3 separate regions of the Mus musculus genome follow, and regions 2 and 3 are each linked to region 1. Evidence: chromatin contacts called from public ChIA-PET data. All regions are on one chromosome and are shown on one strand. Each heading gives the region's core, a stretch centred on a gene start, on an enhancer-like site or on the middle of the called end of the contact. The rest is flanking DNA. Distances are from core to core; before and after follow the strand shown. Region 1 holds the start of Tlr6 (toll-like receptor 6). Region 2 has its middle 5.7 kb from the start of Gm22559. Region 3 holds the start of Ube2k (ubiquitin-conjugating enzyme E2K).

Region 1 (2,770 bases), core at 122-2,621:
CCTAACTCAGTCCAATATAAGGCAACATAGCCAAGAGTACATGGATAGCACAAGTTGGATTTGATGGGATTGGACGGGGGTGGGTTGGGGGGACACTCAGGTGGGTGGGTGGTTAAGAGTTAGGAAGGGGCGAAGAAAAACACAGTGTTCAAAATTCTCAAAGAACTAATCAATTAAAGCTCTCTTAAAATATACCCCGCCAAAAAGTTTTATATGCAAGCATGCTTGTATTATTTATGATATAAATACACACATAAAGAGGGCCCAACCTCTTCAACAAGGTGGCAGAGAATGGACATTCACGGATGAGGTCCCCTCCTACAAATCCCCCTCCCCCACCCCCCGAGGGCAGCTTACGTGTCTATGTTCAAGGGACTGTCATTCATTCAGCTGCCATGTCCCCCACATGGATATGCGCGTCCTGGAAGATGCTCAGAACCTCGAGATGTTCCTAGGGTGCACATTCTGGCAAACAGCCCCAGACTTTAATGAATTCGTAGGTAGCATGGGTGGGACAAAGGGGAAGGTTTATTTATTTATTTTAAAGGAAGTATGAGGAGACAATAAGAATTTGCTTAATACATCAAACAGAAAGTGAAAGAGAAAAGAATAGTCAACCACAAAACCAAAAGTGGTGGCGGATGGAGGGAGCGCCGTAAAAACTAAAGCTATGAGAAAAGGGGGGTGGGGGGGAGGGTTGTAATCAAGTCAACACAAGCACAAGAGAAACCTGGCTCTGTCAAACTTTGGGTTTGAAGGCCAAGTGCCAGCTTCCGGCTGGATTCAAAGTTACAAAGAGTTTGGGAATCTTGATCTCAGTCACTTCCACCAAATGTTTCTTCAGATTCTTCTGTGGACAAAGGGCACGGCAAAAACTAGCGCAGCGGAAACGAATTCACATAGGAGGGACAGAATTAAATCCTTCCTCCAAAACGCTCATAAATTAGTGAGAGGTACAGACTAATAAAAGATTATAGTACCACGTGATGAGGAAACAGAACACTGTTTTTATACACACAGCCCAGTGTGCTGTCACGACCACAAAAGACTACAAAACTTCGTGAAAGGAGAAAACAGCCCAAACCAACGGGACAGGAAAAGTCACAGAAGTCGACTCACTTCCTTGGCTACCGCTGAAATGCCAGCTGTTGTCTGTCTACCCGAAAGTCACAGAAAATTCTTAGGTAGTCCAAACGACAGCCACGCTTTAAAACACCGCCACAAAATCGTTTTGTAAAAATTTCAAAGAAAGGTTACCTATTTCCAGCACTGACGGTACCATTTTCTTTCTCGATTGAAATATCAACGCAGTAATTTGAAAAATCCAGAAAAGCCTTCTTACTTACCAAGACTTCCTTCTCCGAATTTCTCTGAAAAAATAAGTTGCTTGACCAACCCTAGTCCTAAGCCTGGGAACCACGGTACTTAGGAGTGGTTTGGCGTCATCTCTTGGTACTCGTTGGAATTACCCCGTGTATAAAACCCTTCCAAAGCAGAGGGGCTCTGAGCTGCCGTCTATAAATCTTTGCTTCAATCTTTAGATTCATATAAACAAGCAGATTATGAACATTTTGGTGTTACTACGAGTATTTATTTAAGGTATGTTTTGTCTGCTTTTTGGTTTTTATTTTTGTTTAGTTTTGTTGTTTGTTGTTTGTTTTGTTTTATTTCAGACTGAATTTTAAATTGCCACCAGGATAGAAGTTAGGAGATTCAGTTCTGTGCTGTGACAATCCTTCATATTTCCCCTACAAAATCACCACTGTCATTCGAGCAAGGTTTCAGCACCTTGGGACTGACAGAGATACTTTAAAAACAAAATAAGCTTAAAGCTCATGGCGTGCTTTTTGGAAAGCCGGTTTTCAAGAGAAGTTTCAGTGTCAATACACATTTAGCCAGCCTCGACAGTTTGTCAACATTCACTACTACTGGGAGCTTCAGTTCTTAATTCGGGAAGAGCAAGCGATGCTGGTCTTCTTCCACAGCAGCTTAGAACTTGGTTTTCTAAAGACTGTTTAGAATTTGAGAAACACGTTTAGTCAAGGCTGAAAGGCAAAGAGGATGAAGGGCAGACACTTTGAGCAGGTGTCCCTGTATCCCGGCTTCTCACTCGATTAACTAGATGATCGTCTCCTAATTGATCTCTCTGGCTACCATCATCTCGTCTTTGAACAAAAAAACAAAAACAAAAAACTACCAAGACTGTACGTTGGCCAATGATAAGCTGGAAATCACTTCTGCTTTCGGGAGGAAACGAAGAAGAACATCTTACTGCTCATAGTCACTCAGCAAACATAAGAGGAAGTCTTCTCCGAACTGGGGAGGCTCAGCAAGGAGTGATGGGGCAAAGCTGGCAACTAGTGTGTGGAGGGAGCGAATGAGTGGAGATATCCAGACCCGACTGGAGACCTAGGCAGAGGGGAGAGGAGCCAATGAGATGCAAGGGATGGCAGGCAACACTGGGCCTGCTTCTTAAGAAACCACATGATTCAGAGGTATACACACAAGCTTGAGCAAGCACGCACGCACGCATACAGGCACACACATACGTGCGCCTAGCATTGAAGAGCGGTCACATGACTCACATCTCGGTTGTATTGCACAGTAATGATGACCTTTGGGGATGCAAGTGCTACTCCTGTTGAAGCTGTCACAACTCTAAGGGGAAGGGTAGAGCCAACCTAATTCATGCAACTCACATGGAAGGGACCACATGACAGGAAAATGAGCAGAAAAGAGAACACATTGGGCTGAGTGCCTCGCTTAGCCA
Region 2 (2,770 bases), core at 152-2,651, 810 kb before region 1:
TTTTCTCCAAGTGAGTCTCACTGAGGAAACAAATGTAACTGTAGGTTGCAGTGCCCAGCAATCGGTGGCCGATAGAAGCAACTCAATGACGTCACATCACTGGAGGTTCTTTGTCTCATAATGTCATGTCACTTTGGTTTGTTTTAAATTTCATCTTATTTTTATTTATACTATATATGTATATCCATATCCATATATATATGAGCAAGAATGTGAACAAAATGGGTCTCTCTGTATCTGTTTCATGTACCTTTTCTTGGGCTCTCTCTTCCTTCTGTTTGGTTGTTTTGCCCTATTCTGATGTATTAGTTTTTGTTTTTAATCTTATTGTATTTTAGTATTATCCCTTAGAAGCCTGTTTGGTTAATAATGAAGGACAGAAAGGGGGTGGAGCTGGATGGAACGGGAAGTGGGGAAGAACTAGGAGAAGTAAAGTGGGGGGACTATAGTCAGGATATATTATGTAGTGGAATAAAAGAGCCATTTTCAATAAAGCCAAACCAAACCACACAACACGACAACAAAGAAGTAGCCAAGCATTCTGCGTGCAGGAATGTTTATTGTCAATGGCCCCAGGGATTAGACAGGCCTCTAGCAAAGTGAAGAAGCATTCTTTCTCAGAGTTCTTCATCCAGTTAAAGCGGGATTTTTGGGTTAGCTGCAGAAAGTAATTTCAGGATGACCCAGTAGAAGCAGAATTAGAGTTTACTAGAGGATAGTTTAAATGTCAATCTTAAGCATAAAGATTTAATTTAAAAAAAGAGGGACTTGGAAAACAGTGAGACACACCCAAGAGTGAGTATCAGGTTCTTTACAACAGCCACACACAGGAATTTTTTTTTTTTTTTTTTTAATTTACTATCTTTGGGGAGTTGCTTGAGGAGTTTAAATGAGAGATTAGCATAGTTCCTGCGCTGTGTGGGCGGGGCCAGGGGTGGGCGGGGCTTCGGTTGATCACTGTAGAGCACCTGGGTGCAGGAGACCTTCCTTCACTGTAAGCCAAGGCTTAATGACCTTATTTGTGAGAGTTCTAGAAAATATCCAGGAGAGGGGTGAGGTCATAGCCATCACACCAGGTGTAAGTCTGGTTTCCTGTTATTTTAGCATTCTTAAAATAAATACCGTCTCTGTGTCAGCAGTCTTCTCAGCACTCGCTAGTTGTACAGGAATGATTGGTTCTCAGCTGTGGATGGCGGCTCCATTTTCTTCCCACGTTCCCACGGCTTTCTGCCCTTTCACCTACCTCTGTATTACTTGTGAAGCCCGACACCGACATTCATGCTTCATACTCCCGTGAACTCTCCCCCCAGATCACCCCGGTTTCCTCCACTTGTACCTCCAGCCCTGGGTCTGTCAGACCCACTTTGATGTAGGATAAGGAAGGAAGTGGCTTTTGGTTTTTGTTTGGTTAGGTTTTCTTCCCCCAGATCTTTTTCAGAGGGTGGGCAGTGCCCCGAGTTTCTGCACGGGAGAGGACAGATAAGAACAGGGAGGGAACGGAGGAAAGCAACCAAGGAGTCTTACTTAGGGGGACAGTAACAAAGCCACACAGCCCAGCCTTCTCAACTCCCTGGGTTTGCAGCCCAGGAAACTTCCAGCCAGGTGTGGCGTTAGCTTGTGTGTTGAAAACCTTTTGTTCTGTTTTGCTCCGCACAGATGTCCACTTACCTTCTGAGTCCTCACAGGGGACCACTCACTATCGCTATAGGACCACTCACCCCGGATGGCTCCCGCATAGTATCTCATTGAGGAGACCTGGGTTTGAGGGGCATAACAATGTCCTGATGTTCGCTAAGCCCTCCTGCCCTGGCTGACGGAACCCCAACCATTAAGAAAGGAAAGGATGATTCGACATAGCACAACTGATGAACTTCTGAAGTCTTAATTTTCCAAAAGATCGGAGTTATTTCAGTTTTTACCTGATGGTAAATGGACACTTGGGTTGACTTCCTGTTCTCCCTTCAGGAAGATAGGAGAGAAAAAGAGAGGAAGCCGAAAAGATTCCGAGAAGGGAGAAAGCAAAGACCTATCAGCACTGAGTCCCAAGGCCGTCCATCACAGGCTCTGCTGCACGCTGGAATCTGCTGAGTACCTAGGACCTACCTGTCCCCTCACATGCAGCATCAGGTGAGCCATGTGACTTCTGTCCTCGTCCTGTGAAATACAATCCAGGAAGCTGAATAAGTGCTCCTTGACTGCTGGATGCCGCTCAGTATGGCAGGTACCACTTCCCCTGCCTAGGACTGTGGATAGCAGGGGGACTTTGGTCACTCTGTGATCTTGAAGCGTTAAGGAAGAATTTAGTACTGATTTGTTAAATGCTGTCACAGACTTTAAAGAGTTTTTAACATCAGACGTTCTTAACAGATCTGTGTATAGACTCCAAGGATTCATTCAGTGAACTGCAATGAAATGCAAGGCATTTACAAGTTATGTGTAGCAGTTCTTATTACAACTTAAGAGTCTTTCCCTGCATTGTCAGCATGGGAAAATACATACATATAACAAACAGGGGAGCTGGTATATATATCTATAATGTCAGCATTTGGGAGGATCAAGAATTCAAGGCCAGCCTAAACTATAAATTGAGACTGTCTCAAAACAAAACAAAACAAAACAACAGAACAAAACAGTATTAAATAACTAGTAGATAGCAAGAATTAGGCCAGGTGTGATAGTGAACAACTTTAATACCAGCAGTCTGGAGGCAGAGGCAGAATTGCTGTGAATTTGAGGTCAGCCTGGTCTACATAGTGATAGGCCAGCCAGG
Region 3 (2,770 bases), core at 192-2,691, 580 kb after region 1:
ACATATAATATAAATATAAAAAGAAAAAAAAAAAGAAAAATTGAACTCTTAGAAGTTTAAACAACCTCCTTATCTCACAGATGAGGGAAACATGATTCTCGAACTGATGGTCCTCCTGCTTCTGACTCCCAATCTAGGATTACAAGCTTGTACCACCACACTCAGCTAGCATTAGTCTTAAAATGGAATACGGAACTGATCGATTAGGTGAATACATGAAACATATTCCTACAATAACACCTTCATAATTTCAAAATGTTATTTTCTTTCTTTTTTTTTTATTTTTACTTTTTTGGTTTTTCCAGACAGGGTTTTTCTGCATAGCCCTGGCTGTCCTGGAACTCACTCTGAGACCAGGCTGGCCTCGAACTCAGAAATCCGCCTGCCTCTGCCTCCTGAGTGCTGGGATTAAAGGCGTGCGCCACCATGCCCGGCGCTCAAAATGTTATTTTCAAAGTACCTCTCAGCACCCACACCATATTGTTTTAAACTCTACTAACCACTTTCAAATAGCCTCTCCACGTTATTGCTCAATTAAATAATTTTACTCGTTTCTCTTTTCTCCACTCAACTATATTCACTCAATACAAGCGCCAAACACCTTTGTAAGTTTAAAGCTCTTTCGGCCTTCTATTTCTTCAACTGTCACTATAATAAATACAGTTCTTCACATGCTTAATCCAGTCATTCCCACAGCGTGGCCGCTGAAAAACGGGCAGCAGGGAGCTTGCTAGGAATGCCAATTCTTAGGTCCATCCACACTCTAGAGATAGGTGCTAACAATCTTAACCAGCTCTCCAGGGATTCCGAGGCACTTTCAAGTTTGAAAAACACCTTAGTTCTGCAGTTCAGCATTGATTATCTAAACAGGGCAAAGATGTAACTTCTGGCTTTTAAACCCATCACAGGCCTCTTTCTGGCAACACCTGTATCAATTACAAGCCGTGGGACACAACCATTACACAACCTTAAACATCTGTAATACCTGAGATGACCGAATAATAGTTGCCTTATCATGGTTCCAGAACAAAAGCTACGGCAGTGGATTTCCCGGGGGTTTACCAACGGACGCTGGGCAGGACCCAGTTCCTGCATAGCTTTTTCCTCCGCTAGACACAGGGAGGCACTTCGAGCCCGTGGGTTCTGGGTCTGGCCGAGTTAGAGCGGGGCTCGGCCCGGCTAGGGCCGGGGACACCCGCCAGGCCGGGCTCCCACCTCGGGTCCCAGCCTAGGGACTGGAGGTCTCTCTGTAAAGGAGGCCGAGGGGCAGGGGAGGACCCGGCAGGCCCAGACCCCGCGGACAGGCCGCGAAGCCGCACCCTCCTGGCCCCAGCCGCCGGCAGGGCGGAGCCACGCGGCCGAAGCCCCGGCTGAGACGCGCGGCGCGGCGCGGCGCGGGCTCGCTGCTGGAGACGTATGGGGCTCCCACTGGAGCGGCTGCGCCGCCCGGTCGGGTCAGCGTGGTGCGCATGCGCGGACCCGGCGCCATTTTGGTGGCCGGGCGCGGAGGTGATTCTACAGTGAGGAGGAACGCGACGGCGAGGGTGGCAGTGGCAGCGTTCGTGTGCTCGGGTCTGAATCGCTGAGGGAGGAGGCGGCGGCGGAGGAAGAGGTGGCAGCGGTGGCGGTGGTCGTAGCGGTGGCGGAGGAGGCGGGTACGAATCAGCTGCGGGCAGAGACATGGCCAACATCGCGGTGCAGCGAATCAAGCGGGAGTTCAAGGAGGTGCTGAAGAGCGAGGAGGTCAGGAACGAGCTACCGGACGCCCCCATCTCAGCCCCGGGCGGCAGGGCCCCTTCCTTCCGCGACCCCCGGCGGGCCCTGGCCGGCTTCGCTGCGGCCGCCTCTCTGCCTCTGGGGAAGCGGCGGCCTCCCCTCCTCCTCCCGCCGCCTTTCCCTCCCCTCCCCGGGCCCTGGGAGAGGCGGTCTCGCGGGCGGCTGGCCGGCCGGCCGGCCTGGGGAGGAACGGGGTTTGGAGGGCCGATGCCGAAGCACTCGTCGGGGGCACGTGAGCTCTAGAGGGAGCCCCGAGGCGGTGGCGGCAACATCTGGAAGTGTGACTAGGCGGTGGGGAAGAAGGAGCAGGCCGAGAAAACCCGGGAAGTGGGTTGGGGGAAGGGGAAAGGTAGTAACTGGATCCCCCGGCCGCAGCGCACCCCCCAGGCCCACGCTTTTCGGGGTGTTCTGGAGATCGCCGGCCGGGGCCTTTGCTGTCTTCTCCTTGGGGAAGGAACCTCCACAGTCTTTAGGTATAGACGAGGGGAAGACTTTGAGTTACTCCCTTCCAGTGTAGTGTTGGGGGAAAGGGAGACATAATGGGAAGGGAACTGAAACAATTTCCACTACAGATAGAGAAATAATTCCGAATGAGGTGGTAATCTCTTTTCTACGGACCCAGCCCGTAACTAGGCCTCATCATTGACATTTAAAGCTTTTAGTCTGGTCAAAGGCAAGTTGTTTGTTAATTAAATGATTTGAAGTAGGGAGAATAATGGAGTGTCTGAGTAGCCTATTTCAGAATACTGTTTACCAGTGTCAGGCTCTCCTAGGGCAATGCCTCTGTGACTAGTGTTGTACTGTGAAACTTCATTATGATGTCCCTCATAGTTAACTTGAGTCTCACTTTTAAAAACAGGCCTATTAAAAAACAAGGGATTTCATCAGATAACACGTTATTGTAGTTCACTATTGAGTTAGGTTTATTTTTTTGACACAATATTATAGCAGGAAATAGCATATTAAGAAAAATAAAACTCCTAGTACATTGTAA

The links. ChIA-PET counts read pairs in DNA pulled down with a chosen protein or histone mark.
Region 2: a contact with region 1 is called in an RNA polymerase II ChIA-PET map of effector CD8 T cells, with 10 read pairs. The contact joins the enhancer-like site here to the promoter of Tlr6 in region 1. A contact is called at or near these places in 5 of 39 promoter capture datasets (the 3T3-L1 cell line, the C10 cell line, neural stem cells and 1 more), 1 of 484 Hi-C or Micro-C datasets (CD8 T cells), 2 of 115 datasets of contacts at active chromatin or transcription factors (bone marrow-derived macrophages and effector CD8 T cells) and 2 of 9 other capture datasets (embryonic stem cells and liver).
Region 3: a contact with region 1 is called in an RNA polymerase II ChIA-PET map of memory CD8 T cells, with 11 read pairs. The contact joins the promoter of Ube2k here to the promoter of Tlr6 in region 1. A contact is called at or near these places in 2 of 39 promoter capture datasets (liver and pre-B cells) and 1 of 115 datasets of contacts at active chromatin or transcription factors (memory CD8 T cells).

Annotation. Positions count from the first base shown.
Region 1 is chr5:64,958,677-64,961,446 of GRCm38.p6, forward strand. It overlaps Tlr6 (toll-like receptor 6), which reads right to left and starts at 1,372. Exons shown (of 2, transcript NM_001359180.2): 1 at 1,347-1,372.
Region 2 is chr5:64,148,585-64,151,354 of GRCm38.p6, forward strand. No RefSeq gene overlaps it. Among named protein-coding and RNA genes, the nearest start is that of Gm22559, 5.7 kb to the left of the region's middle. Within about 2 kb of position 1,402, at least 93 of the 459 cell types and tissues checked have an H3K27ac peak or open chromatin away from gene starts, as enhancers often do. A contact at or near this core is called in CD8 T cells and effector CD8 T cells, where this site is marked.
Region 3 is chr5:65,535,804-65,538,573 of GRCm38.p6, forward strand. It overlaps Ube2k (ubiquitin-conjugating enzyme E2K), which reads left to right and starts at 1,442. Exons shown (of 7, transcript NM_016786.4): 1 at 1,442-1,743. The coding sequence starts at 1,681. It also overlaps a transcript of Smim14 not described here.